Linked DNA regions of Urocitellus parryii: regions 2 and 3 are each linked to region 1. Evidence: chromatin contacts called from public Hi-C data. All regions are on one chromosome and are shown on one strand. The core of a region is the stretch at or near the end of the contact, and the rest is flanking DNA. Distances in the headings are between cores, read along the strand shown. Region 1 holds the start of Exoc1 (exocyst complex component 1). Region 2 holds the start of Srd5a3 (steroid 5 alpha-reductase 3). Region 3 holds the start of Clock (clock circadian regulator).

Region 1 (3,100 bases), core at 166-2,665:
TTAACCTTTGATCGAAGAGGGACGGGAGTTGATAGATAAATGTTTCCTCCATTGTTTCCTTCAGTGGACAGTTCTGGGACTCATTTCATCAAGCTTCTTAGAAGGTCCTAAGGGATTGGGAAAACAGTCAAACATAATGATGATCATCAACTCAATAACTCTGCCTCAGACTGCCTCTCCCTCTTCTATGTTTCATTTCCCTCTCCCTTCCCTCATTTTTGCTCTTTGGAGTCAAATCCTCAGAAGCCTCACTTCAGGGAGACTCAAGGAGGGGAGGGGAGAAATGAGAATTAAGTTATTGAGTTGAGATGCCTCTGAGTCATCTGAATGGAAAAGCCAGGATAGGGGTGTGGGTAGACAATTCTGGAGTTCAGGGAAGTTTAGATTTCTGAAATACAATTCATTTCCCAATTTTAAGGAAGAAAGTAGCATACAATTGTCATATAAAGTATGCAAAGTATGCATTCCGGGACTGAGTAGGAAAGACATAACAGGTATTTGTAAAGATAGGTCTAGACCCTGCTCTTAAAAGGGAAGTCATTCGACGAAAATGAAAGGCATTTTAAGCAGCCTTGACTACAGCATATTAATCTCAGTAACAAACAGTTCCCTACTATGTCTGCTAATTTTCCCACCAAATTCTCTCTTGAGATTATCAGTGAAAGATATTTTGCACAGCTCATCTGTCACTTTCTCAGTGAATCCATCACTGATAGAGTGAGTTACTCCCTCTTTTGCATTCCCCTTGTTAAGCACTAATACACTGTGAACTCCTTCAGAGTGGGATTCAGGCACGAATCACCTCTCTAACGGGAAGTAAAAGTACCTGGCGTAAGTGTCATAAATAAAGTGACAGGAATGTAGAATAAATGAACCACCTGCCTCATTACCAGTAGCACTGTCATTATATTTTCCTCTCAAACTTAAATATACAAAAGCATCATCTTGTTAAGATATAGATGGTTCTGATTCGGTAGATGTGAAGTGAGCCCGAGGCTGCATTTTCTAAAGAGCCTTCAGATGATGCTCAAGCACCTGGACAGCAGAGCACACTGCAGTAAGAGTTAGAATTAAAAGTGCTTTACATATGCTAACAACAAAACAAAACAAAAAAAGATTTAATCAGCTCTCTTAAGTTGCCGCAAATATCAGAATAAACATTTATAAAGAAGGGAAATATCCCATAATATCAAATCCCCAGTCTCACTTAGGCCTCGCTCATTTGACGTCCCGCCCCTGCCTTTACAAGACACGCCCCTCCAGCGAGAGCCATCTCCCGCCTAGCCGCGCCCGTCGGCTGGCGCCCCGCCCCCTCCACATCTATTGGCCTCTCCCTTTTTCGCACCGCCTCTCCTTCCTTTTCTACGGAATCAACTTCCGGCGCGGAAATTGTCACGTGTCCGGATATGGGAAGTTGTGGGGAAACTGCAGCTTCCCGTTGGCGGTTTAATTGAGGGGCACGTCCTAGTGGTGGTGGCCGCCACAGCCCCATCCGGTCTCTGTGTTGGAGGACCCGCCTCGGCATAGCCGGGCTCGGTCCGGCCTTGCGGTAAGCTTTCGGCCGCGGCTGCTACGAGGTCCTGGCCGCGGCGGCGGCGGACCGAGGAGTGGACGGGCGGGCTCCAGGGTTTGAGCCGGTTTGTCACTGCCGCTACTGGCTCCGCGCCGGGCCTCGGGCACTGAACTCTCGCTGGCCAGGCCTCTTCCCAACCCCGCCTGATGTATAAGGAGCAAAGCCCAGTGGGAGCATCCTCCACCCCTTGCTGGGCGAATGCGGAGCTGGGAGGACAGTCCTCTTAAGTTCCTCTGCGGTTCCGCCCATCGGATCCATATTTCATATTTGACAAACAGTCCTTACCGTAGTTACGCTCTTTGGCGTGGACTAGGAGAGAAGGGCGTGACAGTGTCTTCTCCTTTGTCCTAAGGAACATGTTCTTCGAAATCTCTTAAGCGTGTGTCCCTGTCTCTAGGCAGTTTTGTCTACTAGATGATGGTGCTCCCTGCCCTTAATTGTCTCAACAGCATTCGAGGCTCAACCCACATGGCCTCACTCTGACCAACTAATTGTCATGCAGTGTAATGGCCCAGCTGAGTTTAAGGAAGCAAGAACCAACAGTGGCTTGCTGTCTCTGACACATGGTCAAACTTGGGGTTTTAGACCTGTAAAATAGATTTATATGATCGCTAGTGATTTGTTTACTGACATACAGAAAGGTACTGTAAAAACTGGAGAGATCATTACTGGACCTATAGGATGTAAATTCCATGTAAGTAGAGGTCTTGGTGTCTTCGAGAACATGTTTGTCATGTTCACCACTGTAATAGACTAGCACCTGGTACTTAGTAGACATCAGTATTTGCTGAATGAACGAATGGTCACATACAGCTTTTCACTATGACTGCCTCTTTTATGAGGTATGCCCAGTCTTCTCTTTTTACCAGTTACCATGCACCCAATCATTGCTTTAGACTAAGGAGAGACTGTGTGGTAAACACTGGCCATTATTAGTCATTGATTAGTCACTGATTTGACCATTTTTTACTGTTCAGCTCAGATTTCCTCAAGAAATATCTGTTAAGTACTTATCAAGAACACAAAAGTGATACAGCCTCCCTGCCCTCCCTCCTGTCCTTCTCTACACTCTCTTACTCTGTTAATAGGGCTCCCAAGATCCAGGAGCTTATGCTCACATGAGCCAAGTAGACAATAAGTGCTTGATTATTCAGTAAATGCAATAAGTGCTATAGAAATTTAGAGATGAGGTCAATTTGGATTAAAGTCTTTATTGAATTAACTTCATATAAACCATGAAATGTAATTAGAGTTTGGATAGGGAGGAGATATTTCCTGCATGGAAATGTGCCTAAGCAAAATGAACAGAGTACTTTAAGTGGAAGTTTTGTTTTTTGGAGCGTTAAAAGAATGTTGAGCGAGGTTATGATATGATGAAAAGTATGTTTTAAGATTATTTGTTTTTTAGGATTATAACAGTTTGCAAAGAGATAACCAGGTGCACTCTATAAAGTTCATATGAACCTTGGTAATATTGGAAGTGGAAACAAAAAGAAAGAAATTATATGTAAATGTAGGAAATCACAA
Region 2 (3,100 bases), core at 353-2,852, 440 kb before region 1:
AAGACTAAAATGTTGACTGATTCTTGCTGGCAATAATCTTTCTCACAAACTTTAGCCTGGTTTCCACTTTTGAAATAACTCACTTGAGCAGGTATTTAAACATTTACAAATGCTCCCAACAGGGTGGACTATGCATTCCTATTCAGCCACTCCCTCCACAGAGAGCTTCTCTGTGTATTCTGATTAAATCCAAACCCCAAAATATGGGACATTTTCCCCCAGTCTCAGATTTTTTCTATTTCCAATACACACACACACACACACACACACAAAACACACACACACACACACACACACATCCCTATCTTATTACGACTCCTTCCCCAGGTCAGATAACCATAAGAAAACCTCCTGCCCAGGAAACTTGGTCCCATTATGTACTTATAAGAGACTTCTTTGGAAAGATGCCATAGGAAGGCCAGCTGCATCTCTATGGAATTAACCCAAGAACAATAAAGAAACAACGAAGGGTGACTCCTGCAGAAAGGATCCTAGGTCACACAAAAAGGCCTCATTGTCCTAGCTGGAATGTCCATTTGCCCAACCCTTATCTTTCTTGCACAAAGAAGCAAAACTTTAAACATCCAAAGAATAATTAAAATCCTACTCACCTGCCCACCTACTTCAACCCACATCATTTAGGTTACCTCACTAGGGAAAAGGGGATGAGCAAACTACCTCTCCCTTCTTCAATCCCTTACCCACCCCAGAATGTAAGATCCAAATAGGAAGCAGCACTCCTCTTACCAACCTCTCTGTCCTCAGTGTACAAAAGAGTGCCTGCCACACAGTAGGCATACAGTAATATTTCTCTGAATTAACATTTTAAAGGCTTTTTAAGTACTCAAAAGAGGTAAATTTCCATTTTCAGAAACAGAAAAAGCTATGTTGTTTTAAAATTGATGAATCGAGAAGTAGCATGGTCACTACATGGAGGTAAATATCAGAAGCAGCGGCTGATGGAGCTAAAAACTTTTCTTCTAGGGACTGGAACTCTAGTGGGTAGGGTTCTGCTGTTTTTTAAATACAATGTTTTCCTCCCTACACTTTTTATTATGTGCCATTACTTTGATGACTTTGTACTTTATATATTTACATTATACACATTCCCAACACTCTAATACAACTATTCATTTTTTGTGCATGACCTGCATTCTTAATCCACATATACACATGTTCATATTAATAAAGTTGTTTGCAATCCTATGTATTTTATAGACGGCTTTTCTGTTTTAACTTAGCATATCATTAAAGCTGTCACAGACGATTTTCTGCGTTTCTAGTCTCCATAATTGTCATGCCAGTGCGTCTAACGATAGCTAAATACACCAAAGTGGAACACTGAGGAGTGATTCCGCTTTTCCATTGGAAACAATGCTGCGGTGAAGACTTGCAGCCACGTGGTCTCGTATCCTGCTTAATGACTCTCTGGAGTTCCATCGAGGAATCCCCAGTGTCAGAGGAGGGACCGCGAGTGCGCAGCTGCAGCCTGGAGAACCGCGGCCCCTGAACGCGCGCCGCTGGGCGGTGAGTCCGGGGAGGGGCCCAGCGAGTCCCCGCCCCGCGCCACGTCATCGACGTCCAGCCCCGCGGGGCCGGCGCGCGGCGGGAGTGGCCGCTCCTCCGGGGCGGTGGCGGTGGCGCGGGTTCGTGGACGCCGGGAGCGCGGGCCATGGCTCCCTGGGCGGGGTCCGAGGCCTCGTCGCTGAACCCGCTGCGCGCGCTGTGGCTGGCGCTGGCCGCCGCCTTCCTGCTGACCTTGCTGCTGCAGCTCGTGCCGCCCAGCCTGCTCCCGGGCTGCGCGCTCTTCCAGGACCTGATCCGCTATGGGAAAACCAAGCTGGGGGGGCCGCGGCGCCCGGCTGTGTGCCGGGCCTTTGATGTCCCCAAGAGGTAACCGCGGTTGCCCAGGCGCAGACGGCCCGGGGCGCCCTGCTCGCGGGCAGCCGGCAGGGGGCAGCAGAGGCGACCTGGGCTGCGGGCCCGGCGGGTTCCGGGCGCGGCTGGGCTCTGTTCTGTAACGCTTGGTGGCCCCGGGGGCGCAGTGCCCCAGGTGTCTCCGGACACCCAGGAGCAGAACCGCGCGCAGTGTCGCGGGCGCTGGAATGTGAACTTGTGGCCGCTCGGAGCCTTTCTTTCCCGGAAATGAAAGGACATCCGAATTTAGGCCCGGCCATGCGGCGAACTAGTCTCCTTTGTCCCAAATTCTCTTCGTTCCTCTCTCCTGCACTCAAGGGGCTCACAGCCTTTCTTGAGGTCGCCGGAATTTATGGAAATGAAGGCAGACCTGCCCGTGGCACCCCAGCCCCTCGCAGTCAGATAAGACTGAGAGATGGTCATCGCAGGGATGCCACCTCCTCAGGCCGTTCCTCGGCAGATGCCCCTGGAGAAGGTTGTTCAGGGTGACACATTTTAGGCCAGTCTCTTCCTAAGCTCCATTTGACTTTCAACAGATTTCATAATTAAGTTCCGTGAAGGATTAGATCATTAGGACTGAAATAGAATTCATTCAAAAATTATGGAGACATACAGCAGATTTTCTTTCATTCATTCATTCCTTCTTTCTTCACTTTGAATTCATTCTCTCCCTCCTCCCTCCCTCCCTCCCTCCCTCCCTCCCTCCCTCCCTCTCTCTCTCTCTCTCTCTCTCTCTCTCTCTCTCTCTCTCTCTCTCTCTCTCCCCCACGTTGAACTCTTTCTTTGGCCACTTTGAATTCAGGACATACATAGGAAGAGTCAGACACTAAACAGTAGAATAGAGTAGAAATGTTTTCTACCTTTGAGTTGAATCTTAAATTAACGTTTAGAAATGAAACGGAAAGAATTACGATATGGTTTCTGATGGTTTAAACTTATGGGTTATCCTGCCCAACACCCGCGGGTGGTGCCCCAGGTCCACAGACCACAAAAGGGCCAAGTATAGAACAGTCGGTTCCTGAAACTATCCCCCACTCTTCAGTGTGGGAGAAAGATCTAGCCAGGTGTTAACACTGAGAAAGAAGGTCATCCTGAACAACAGTAATGAGGCCCTTGGAAGAAGGAGTATGCAAGGCATTGGCCAAAGACCTTTTTTTTTTTTCAAGCAAAAAATTGACATCCT
Region 3 (3,100 bases), core at 445-2,944, 260 kb before region 1:
ATTCTGTTCGGTCAAATACTTAACACAAGAATTAGTTTCCTTCCTAGAAGGAGATTTTAAAACAAACCAGATTTGAGGTGTCGTTTTGAGGGATGTTTCAGAAAAAGCCATTCATTCTATAAATCGCATCTTTTTTAAAAGAATGTTAATTTCCAAACAGGTAGGAGGGGAGAAATAATTCCACAAGTCTCTCCGCTGATCACTTAAAGCAATCTTAAAGTGAAATTACCTTTACTTTGATTTGGGGGATCAGCGTACTAGTCAACTCAAAATGACTGTAAAAGTTTCTTCTTGTGCTTTTCTTTCACTGTAAGAGAAAGAAAACATTTTTTTAAGAAGGGTAGAAAGCCTACTGAGCCTGACATTCTAACAGCGAAAAACCACAGCCCGACTTATCTGTCATCTGCCGGGTCAGAGGCCACGGCTTTCATCTTTCAGGATTCTACCGTCTATTCTCAACAGAACGACTTCCACGCCAAAGAAAAACACCCTCCCGAAAATACACTGCGGCTCTAAGTGTTAGAGATTACACACCAGCGGCCGGAGCGCCGGGACCATCTCCAGGGAAGCCAGCTTCGCAGGCGGAAAGGGATCCAGAAACGCCAGCCGCCGCGGCGAATCGGAGCTCGAGGCGCCCGTCAGGGCAGAAGGGAAGCCCGGCGCCGCGCCCTCCAGCCGCGCGCAGCTCAAGTCCGACGCCCCGCGCCGCGCGCTCCCCAGGGACCGTGCCCCGGAACCACGACCACTAACGGAACCAGCCCACCGGCGGCGGCAGCAGCCGCTCGGACTACGGACGGCGACGCGCGGCCGGGGCGCCAGGAGGGCGGGGGTTCCCCGGAGGAGCTGGCCGCCCCAGCGCCCCATTGGGCGCCGCTCCAAACGTGCCCGAGTGGTGACAGGAATAAAAGTGGGTCACAAGGCCTAGCGGGTCCCGGGCGAAAGCCCTCTCGGCACCAGGCTCGCTTTCCCGGACGCACGGCCGCTGGAACCGGCTGGAACCCGGTCACCCTCCGGTCACCGGGGCCGGCCGCGCACCCCAATCCCGCCCCTGCCCCGCAGGTAACCCCAGCTGCCCCCGAAGCCCCGAGGCCCCCGAGGGCCTCCGCCCCAACTCCCGGGAAGAGGCACGCTAAGCAAGACGCAAAACTTGGGCTTCAGCTCCCGCCTTCCCCTCCTTGGCCGCCGCCCCCCGGCCCCACACACCGCCCCCCGCTCCCTCCCCTTGCCCGCGCCCTCACCGTGTGGCTTGCGGCGGCTCCGGCTGCTTCCCTCCCCCACCCAAGACTCAGGCTGCGGCTACTCGGAACCGCCAACCGGCTGCGTCCAGGAGACACCGTGGCTCCCAGCGCCAGCAGCACCTGGGGCTGCGAGTGGCGCCCCCACCCACCCCCAAAAATTCACCGCTACTGCTGCCCGCTCCTCCTCCCCCTCCCTCCCTTCCCCTCCTCCACCGGCACCGGCAGCACGCATGCGCCACCGGGACAAGCCAACCGGTGGACGTCAGGCCCAGGCCCACCCGGTGGGGCGCCACTCACCGGGTGCGCGCACGCGGCGGCGGCCAGATTTACTTCGCGCTCTCGCTGCCCGGGGTTTCCTTTTTTAAAGCGGTAGCCGCAAGAGAAGTCCGTGATTGCGCTCCCTCCCGGCGCATGCGTTGTCAGTGACCCCCGGGTTCCGCGGTCAGCCGAGGCTCTGCGTTCGCCCCTCCCCTCGCGCTCGCTTTCCCCGGCGCGTCTCGGTGCGCATGCGACTTGCCCCGTTAGACAGCGCGGAGCTGCGCCAGGGAATCCCGGGCGCCCGAGACTCCCGCTCCCTCGGGCCGTGCTTGTACGCGCTCTGTGAAGGAAACCGGGATCTCCCGGCGCCCCGTTCCCTGAGCCACCCGGGAGGGCACCGGTTATGGAAAGCCTGGGAGGCGGGACCGGGGAGCTTTAGCGGTAGGTCGGGGCTTCTTTGACTTTCACCATGGATGCTGGGCAAGGAGGTGAAGAAATAGCCTCCTGAAGGGTAAGAGATCCAGAGGCCAGAAAGGGGATGCTCTCTTCCTCGAAAAGCAGAGCTTTGCTGACGCCAGGCTAGGCTTTTCCAGTGTTGGGTGGACACGCCTCAGCACTCTGATTTCCTCTCCTGGAGGTTGCGAAGATTCCTGGACCACCAGTGACCCTGGAGGCGCGCGTCTTCGAGTGCTTCTTACTGGCTGGTGGTTGGTTTGGGGAGACAGGACCGTGGGCACCTTCAGCCGCAGCAGTGGCAAGAGGTCTGGATGTATTTGCTCATTTGCAGTTTCCCCGCTGGCCTTTTAGTGAAAACCAAGTGACAGTGTAATGGAAGACTTGGGTGCAGGGATGGGGAGGTGGACACGCAAAGAGAGTGGTCGGGGATCGTAATTTGCTCTGGTTTTTTTTTTTTTTTTTTTTTTTTTTTTTTTTTTTTTGGTTAGAACAGCGTGTGAATATTTACAGCTTACCTGGGGAGAGAGGTGAAATTACTTCCCCTGATGCTTGAAATACAATTGGTCCACGTGGGGAAAAAAAAAAAAAACATCAGAGTCGAAGAACTTAATCCAGATTCCTGATCTTTCACCTCAGCATTTTTCTTTGGGAAGTGGAAAAGCATGATTTATTAATTACTCCATTTAGTAGAAGGAATTTTAATAGACGTTTCTGTTTGTTCCCCGTTCACTCCCATTCTGATAATTTCATTTGGAGAACTATCCTCCCTCTACCCAGTCCATATGGTCTGGAAAGGACATCAGGGGGAAGGTATGTTTGAGTTGATTTTGGATGTTACCTCTTTTCCAGTGGATCTGAATCTGGAAGAATGGAGGACTGGAGCCAGCTTTTCATGCACGATTAATGAGAAAGTACCCTGGGGCGGGGGCGGGGGTGGTGCAGATTCAAAGATGGTCACGGAAACCATTGTAAACTAGGTTGCTCTGGAAATTTCAATTAAAATAATAAATTCTTGGATGTGTTTTATTGCTAGAACAAGTTTTCTGTCACCCGCAATTAAGAGTCCTAATACTGTTAGGTAGCAAGAGAATAATACTGATGAAATAGGTTGCAGCCAGACAAGAGAGTTTAAATGTTTCTAGGGTCTG

Evidence for each region. Hi-C and Micro-C count contacts between places; a contact is called where the count stands out from the background.
Region 2: a Hi-C map of liver shows a contact between it and region 1, with 5 times the contacts expected there. The contact joins the promoter of Srd5a3 here to the promoter of Exoc1 in region 1. A contact is called at or near these places in 2 of 2 Hi-C or Micro-C datasets (liver and muscle).
Region 3: a contact with region 1 is called in a Hi-C map of liver, with 3 times the contacts expected there. The contact joins the promoter of Clock here to the promoter of Exoc1 in region 1. A contact is called at or near these places in 2 of 2 Hi-C or Micro-C datasets (liver and muscle).

What each region holds. Positions count from the first base shown.
Region 1 is chr10:103,706,738-103,709,837 of mUroPar1.hap1, reverse strand. Exoc1 (exocyst complex component 1) reads left to right here and starts at 1,415. Exons shown (of 18, transcript XM_026386268.2): 1 at 1,415-1,549.
Region 2 is chr10:104,151,167-104,154,266 of mUroPar1.hap1, reverse strand. Srd5a3 (steroid 5 alpha-reductase 3) reads left to right here and starts at 1,602. Exons shown (of 5, transcript XM_026386699.2): 1 at 1,602-1,893. The coding sequence starts at 1,673.
Region 3 is chr10:103,970,553-103,973,652 of mUroPar1.hap1, reverse strand. Clock (clock circadian regulator) reads right to left here and starts at 1,694. Exons shown (of 23, transcript XM_026386463.2): 1 at 1,536-1,694; 2 at 230-307. It overlaps LOC113181121 (a long non-coding RNA gene), which reads left to right and starts at 699. Exons shown (of 3, transcript XR_003300561.2): 1 at 699-1,059; 2 at 2,134-2,257; 3 at 2,802-2,896.